Regions from separate parts of the Mus musculus genome. Here region 2 is linked to region 1. Evidence: chromatin contacts called from public Hi-C data. All regions are on one chromosome and are shown on one strand. The core of a region is the stretch at or near the end of the contact, and the rest is flanking DNA. Distances in the headings are between cores, read along the strand shown.

Region 1 (3,958 bases), core at 933-3,432:
TTCAGCTTCTTCCAGCCTTTCCCTAATTCAACCACAGGGATCCCAGACTTCAGTCCGTTGGTAGGGGGTAAGTATCTGTGTCTGTCTCAGTCGGCTCCTTGTTGGGCCTTTCAGAGGATGGCCATGCTAGGCTCTAACAGAGCTCTCGAGGCTAATTCCACCAAGCCGCCAACGAACACGCTGGTCTCATTCAGATCCATGCTATTTAACTGCCTGCCTGTTAGTTAAATCTTTTTCGAGAACAGACGCCGCCATGCTGTCAGCTGGCCCTTCCCTAGACTTCGGTCCACTCTTCTGGCAGCCTCTGCCATGCCGCTCAGTAACCATCCCTCCTAAGAATGCCTGGAAGAATGCCTGGAGCTATGCATTCCACAGACCATCCATCCCTGTGGCTGGTTCTACCAGCTGCCAACTGCCGACTCATGGCTGTGCCTTCTCTCTTGCCCACCTGACTCTTTGCGGATCACTCCCTATTTTTATGTTTCATCTGGGCTGCTCTTAGCTCCAATTGGCCAATCCACATGGCCATATTTTCTTTGCTCCTACCCAATAGAGGCTCGCTCTCTCCCTCCTGGTATTTCTTCTTCCATGGTGGCGTCTTTGTCTTCTTTCCTTTATCTCTCCTTTGACCCAAGCCCTCAAAAACTCAACCCTATGCATTTCTCTTCTGCCCAGCAATCAGCTGCCAGCATCTTTATTCATCAGTCGGAATTAACTTGGAGGCAGGGTCTTAGAGGCTATGTGCAGACTTCAGGTCTTGGGGTCCCCCACTTAGCATCATAGTAGACAATAAAAGACAAAACCTCAACAGTCCATCATCACTAAGTGTGTTTTTTTTTTCTTTGAAATGTCTATAGCTGGTGAACAAGGATATATATTTATGTATATATATGTATGCATGTGTATTCCTCTCTCTATAATCTTTTCCATACATTTATACATAAATGTATTACAAGTCAAATGGATGTTCATGCTGATGCTTCAAACTCTATTACCCCTTGCTTATCTGATACTCTAGTCGAGAGGAATTCAGCACCCCAAACATCACTTGATTCACTGTTAAATTGCATTGTACTGTATATAGGTACTTAAGAATAGTTCATCTAAAATTCAATGGTTAGTAGTTGCATAAAATATTACTTACACTTTACACTTTATTTTAAAGCCTTCACTCATTACAAAAGTCATAGATGAGTCCTTCATCCTGCTAGCTAAACAAACTTCTCAGTAGTAATTCATACTTTTAAAATACAGGCAGATTACTATGTCATAGCCTGTGCCACATTTGAATGTTTTACTACCTATATAAATACATATTAATTCTTTAATTATACTTCAGTTCTTGTAGTTTCCTCTGTCTTTTCACATTCTTTAACTTATGATCTATGCTTGAGATGAAATTTCAGTAGAGTCCCGTTGTAGATCTTCAATGTGTCACATAGGACATATTAATGATTGTGTCACTTGTCCATGATGCATTATGATCCTGCGTTTATATATCCTATTCCATAGTGCATTGTGAACTTTTTATATCCTACAATTAAATTGTTTTCTTTCCAGGTCTTAGTCCAGTGATTATATTAAGTGCTCTTAAATGTGTGGATTGACGATTCTTTGAGTAGTACCTTACCCTAGAGCATGTTCATATAGTTGGGCAGCCTTCAGGCAGAAAGTGAATCTGCTCTTCAGATGGCTAGAAGCAACATTTGTCCTGTTGCCATGTGTATTGTCCAGGGCTTGGAGCTTCAGACTGAGAATGATCCCCAGTATTCCTTGGGCCTCATGCTTACATGTGGTATGCCTCTGAAAGCGGATGGATATCTTTCAGTGTCCTTTCTGTGAATGGCAATTAATAACCAAATGAAGGTCACAGTGTTAGCATGGCTCAAATCAGAACATACTCGTGAAAGCAGTGGGAATATGGCCTGGGACATGCTGCTTTAAACATTGCCAATGTTGTGTTTATTGTATCCCTTTTGTAGAAATGTATTCCTAGTAGCCCCATCTGAAATACCTTTTCTCTTTTGCCATTCTGTTCAATATAATGTTTTTGTTCTCTGTGACCTTCCCTTGCTACTCTGGATCTGATTATTTTTCTCATCTTATTTGTGTGTGTATCTCTCCCTTTCCCTTGTGGTGACCAGGGTGCTTGTTTCTCAGAACACGTCCCCTCACTTGGCTCCTGGCTTGAGAAGTAATTATTTTGGCATTAGCTTCCATTGCCCTGAATTTGCCATCTGTTGCCAACATTACTGAACTGATCCCATTTTCTGAAGTCTGGCAGTATTTTGTATTTTTACTGGCTCTACTTCTAAATTAAATTCTGTCTATCAAATAGCTAATGTGGCTTATTTCTGATATACATATATTCATGTACATGTGTGTATTTATATGTATACATACATATACAAATATACACATATATGTACACATACACATGCACATGCACATTATATACATACACACATATATACATATATAGGCATTCACATATACACATACACATACACACACACACACACACACACACACACACACACACACACACACAATTTGCTTTGAGAATTTCATACCTGAGCAGTTCCTCCCCTTCTTCGCTCTCTAACCCCTCCTGTTTTTGTCCTTTCCTTCCCAATTTCATGAGCTCTTCTTTAATTGTTATTATACAAATATGAATACATGTATACAGAGTCAAATGCATCTATCTATCTATCTATCTATCATCTATCTATCTATCTATCTATCTATCTATCTATCTATCTATCTATCTATCTGCTTGACCACTGGGATTTGGATAAACAATGTAGGAGCTTATCCTGAAAGGAACCTGATTCTCCATTAATGCTTTGTAGCTCTTCACATAGGGATGAGACTATGAGGAATTTCCCTTGTCCACATTGGCATGCCATCTGGTAGTGTCATTATGCCAGTCTTCTTCAGGAAACATTATTGTTGAGATTTCATGGTGCACGGAATACCCTATCAAGTCTCAGTAACACTATGTAGACATAAGCATGCTGGACTTTTTGGCTCCTGCAATCTTATTTTTTTCATACAGCATCTATAATTCATAATATGAAGAGATACATATTTTACCTTTTAAAATCCTATGAAATATGAGGGGAACTAATGATTTGAGATAGTAGCTGATAGCATGAATGTTCATTCATGTATGGGATTTATTAACTAAGGGGTATGTAAAAATTGACTCAGCTGTCATTTCTAAACCACAGATGGCAATGATGCCTGGACAATGAGAAGTCTTTTCCTTATAATATGTCAGCCTTGAGTCTGCCCTATTTTGATTTCTAAACCAATTTCAGATAGTTTATTTTAAATGCCATTTTCTGGGACTGCCCTACAGGGTGATTTTGCATTCCCAGAGCCTCTGCCTTCTGTGCCACATGAAGGCTATTGTCAACTGGCCACATCCTTTTTATTCCTTGCATTGTCTCACTTCTCTGTCATGAGAAGACAGCCTGCTGTAAACTGTAGCAGAGTACCTCTTAGCCTCCTAATCCCCTTCATCTGCCATGAAAACATATTCTTGAAGGCACTGTAGGAGGGCAGTTACAATGCATGATCTTTCATAGTCTTTGTCTTTTTTTCTTTTTTTTCAGAGCAGCCCCAAAGCTGCTTGTTTCCTGGGTGGATGATGCTGACTGAGAGAGGCTTTGTTGATCTGAGGAATTGCTGCCTTAGTCTGGTTTTGTGAAGATGTATTTCATTTGCATTTTAATTGTTGGACTCAAAAAGTGCAAGCGTGAACTCTTGAGAACGCTAGCTTGAACACTTCTAATTATCTCCTTTGGACTTGCTTGCATTCTGTATAGTGTGTCCCTTGGGAATATAGCTAAGTCATTCAAATATGCATTTTTTACTATAAATTAGAATTTGACTATCAGTTTTTATAAAAGCAGTACCTAGCTTTTTGACAGCAAATAAATGGTAAAAAAGA
Region 2 (3,484 bases), core at 580-3,079, 440 kb after region 1:
TTCTCAAGCTGTAAAAACCTACAGACAAGGAGTTTAATAGGCCTACTCTCCTCAAACAAGCTCTGATGGAGTGCTTGGGTTTCTAGATTTGGGAGGTTGCACAAATCTTTACATCACAGCCTCTCCTCTTCCCAATCTCCGCCCCATCACCACTTCCTGTTTTGAATTTGACATGCTGCTTTCCTAACAAATTGGACCCACCTGGTCATTCAGCCATAACCCAGCACTTCAAATCCTTCCTTTAATGCCATCAGTAAAACCCTCATTATCCTGTGGGTAACAGAGTCATAGGCTAGGGAGGACACTATATTCTGGGAGGTGATGGACACTAATTCTGCAAAAATAAGATTCTCAATGTTTAGATACCAGAATGACAACCTTCCTCTGTTTGTAATTTTATTGTTTGTTTCTATCAGTGCCATGCATTCCCATCAGTCTACAGCTTTGATCCTTATTGACTTCCCATCAGTTAAAATGGTGAGCATCTACAATATTGCCATTCCATGTCCTTCCTCTTGTCTTTCCAAGATCTTTTGGATGGTATACATGTAAACATTTATCTTACTATCACTTTGCTTATTGAAGGCCCATGTGCAGCAAGCTAGAGAGATGGCACAGCACTTGAGAACCATTGCTAATCTTACAAGGGACAGGAATTTGGATCTGAACATTCCTATCCTGTGGTCCACAACTATCTGTAACTTCAACTCCCTCTTTTTGCCTCCACTGGTTCTCATGTGCACATGGGCATACACATAAATCAAACAAAGTAAAATGTAAAAACTGCCACCTCCTTACACTTCCTTTTGTGGTACCCTTTCATTCTGTACCCGTTTCACATAAATTTATAGGATTCATAGATTTATTAATAAAAGGTTTCAGATTGTTTCTCAGGAGTTGAGTATATGCCATGCTTAGGATTTACAAAGTAATTGGTATAGAATATAAAATTATGACTATGCTCAATTATAATATTCAAGACCCTATCTATGTCTACTAAATATTAAAGAAAAATATAGACATGTAGGGGCCTTTCTGGAGAGGTGATTCAGAGGTTAAAATCTCTTACTGTTCTTATAGAAAACCTGAGTTTGATTCCCAGCATGTAGATCTTGCATCCCACAACCCTCTATAATTTCAGTTCTAGAGAACCTAGGACTCTGGCCTGGGCAGGCACCTGCACTCACATGCACTTACCAACTATGAGACAAATATTAAAAATAAATGAATTCCTTAAAACAAAAAGGAGTGACTGAAATTTCATTTTAGTACTGTATACTTTAAAATAAATAAGAATATGGACTCTCTTAGAACCCTAGTGAATGTTCAGTGCCCTGGGCTTGAAATTTAAGTCACAAATATATCTAATTGGATTATAAAAATCCTAATCTGAAGTTGTACTTCAAGAGAAGAGTGTTTTGAATTTCCATTCTTCTCCAAAGAGTATTCAAAGTGCTTTGATTCCTTTGAATTATTTAACATAAAGTATATTTAATATAATATGTAAATGACATAATAATATATATGTTAAATAGTGTATGTAATAACCCTAATAATTAAAACCCCTCCAGTTTTAGGGAGGCAGAAATTGAGATACAGGCATGTTTAGTGCCTTGCTCAGTTTCACAAACCAGTAGATCTGATTCCTGAAAAAAAAAAAAAAAAAAAAAAAAAAAACTTGGCATTGGTGAATTTAATCTCTGTCCCTGTGACAAAACTGCTTTGAATTAATTATTGTGTAACTGGCAGTGATCTTTAGCTTCTGTTCTCTCTGTCTGTGGTCATCTTCAAAGTCAGCAGCGTGTTGGACTGACTGAATCTTTCTGTCTTATCAGATACTGTCACATACGCCTGAACACGGTCAGGGGTGTGACTTATGACGCCTACTGGCTGTAAGTAAGACCAAATATCGTTCCTGACACTTCCTGAAAGAACTGCCTTTCAGATGTCTCCGTCATGGGGGATGAAGGGACTTGCCAATTGGCTAACAAGCAGTCTTTGAGGCCTATGCTAGGTAATAATGTCACAGGAGAAACTTTTCAATCACCTTTACATGGAACAATAAAATAGCAGCAACTTGTATAATACATCATCCCACTGAAAGGATCACTCAGAAAAAGCAGTGCTATTCAACTGGAAAGTGCTGCATAAATAAAGTCCCTTTGCATGATTGGAAATTCTTTACTTACCATGAGCAAATAATTAGAACTCTGTCTGAATGGTTATTGGTTTGATATCCAAATATTCATTTTCATACTGCAGGTCCCGCAAGCCATTTCACTATGACCTGTAATGGCAAATTTCTAGAGCAGTGCTATATTCTATAAATATACTTCACAGAGTTAGAATGAAGCAAGATTATGAACATTTGGCTCCTTGAGAAAGAGCCAAGTGATCCATCTGGTCTACTGGGGTTCTTCCTAAGAAATCTCAAGGGAAAGTCCTTTAATGTGTGGTTTCCTGTTACTTCCATGGCCAAGAAATTAGGCCACCCCTCTACAGGCAGCAGTGTTTTAACAGCATGATTCCTGGAACCATGAAATACTAGACAAGAGTTTCAACAGAGAAAGAGGCAACTGCACCCATAGATGGTAGTGTTCTCATCCCAGAGATGAGAGTAATGACATCTTGCTCCTTAGTCTGTTGTAAGGATCAAGTATTATGTTGTAATAATCAATATTATGATGGAATGAATAAGAATAAATAATCCTATGTATCAAACCTTTCACTGACCTGTTGTTATGAACACTATGAAAAAGCATTCAAGAAAATGCTAGATAAATATAGGAATATCGTGATTCATGAAGGTGCTTCTAGGGCATGGGGTGGGTAAGAGAATGAAATTTATAACCATATTTATCTCTTTTATATTTCATAATGTCACTCTCACTGATCTCTCCAAACTCAAACTTGAGAAAACAGTACATAATCAGAGCATACTTCTAGTATAGGAGGCTTCCATTCACAGAGATTAGGGTAGATTTTAATCAATGCTGAGTTATAATAAAGGGAATTTTAGTTTGATGTAAGAAAGAATTTCCTGACTAAAATTACAGGGTAAACTTCCCAAAAGAGATATTGAATTACTAAGGAGCTTAAACGTAAGCTTAAATATTCCTCTGATAGTATAACACTGAATTTAAATTAAAATTTAGGGCTTTAGTTATGTTTCTTTATCATATTAGTATGCATTGATTGGAATGATCTTTTGGTTCAGTAATAGTTAACTTAGACTCAAAACATTATCCGCATGACAAAACCATAACTCCTGCATGAAACATGAGGGAAGGATGAAAGAGAAAGATTGAAAGATAAAAGGAAGAAAAGGAATGATACATTAATGAAACAAGAGAAATTGAAAAGTGATTGGAAAGAGAAGAGAAAGAAAAATGGATGTAGCAAGGGAAAGAAGGAAGGAAGGAAGGAAAAAGGAAGAAAGGAAGGAAGGATAAGGGAATAAATATGAAGTTTTTTTACTACAGAA

Evidence for each region. A called contact is a pair of places that touch in the nucleus more often than the background predicts.
Region 2: a contact with region 1 is called in a Hi-C map of cerebellar granule neurons, with 1.7 times the contacts expected there. The contact joins two enhancer-like sites. A contact is called at or near these places in 2 of 484 Hi-C or Micro-C datasets (cerebellar granule neurons and cerebellum).

The regions. Positions count from the first base shown.
Region 1 is chr11:41,157,204-41,161,161 of GRCm38.p6, forward strand. No RefSeq gene overlaps it. Among named protein-coding and RNA genes, the nearest start is that of Ccng1, 400 kb to the left of the region's middle. Within about 2 kb of position 2,183, at least 13 of the 459 cell types and tissues checked have an H3K27ac peak or open chromatin away from gene starts, as enhancers often do. A contact at or near this core is called in cerebellar granule neurons and cerebellum, where this site is marked.
Region 2 is chr11:41,596,757-41,600,240 of GRCm38.p6, forward strand. No RefSeq gene overlaps it. Among named protein-coding and RNA genes, the nearest start is that of A230004M16Rik, 110 kb to the right of the region's middle. Within about 2 kb of position 1,830, at least 6 of the 459 cell types and tissues checked have an H3K27ac peak or open chromatin away from gene starts, as enhancers often do. A contact at or near this core is called in cerebellar granule neurons and cerebellum, where this site is marked.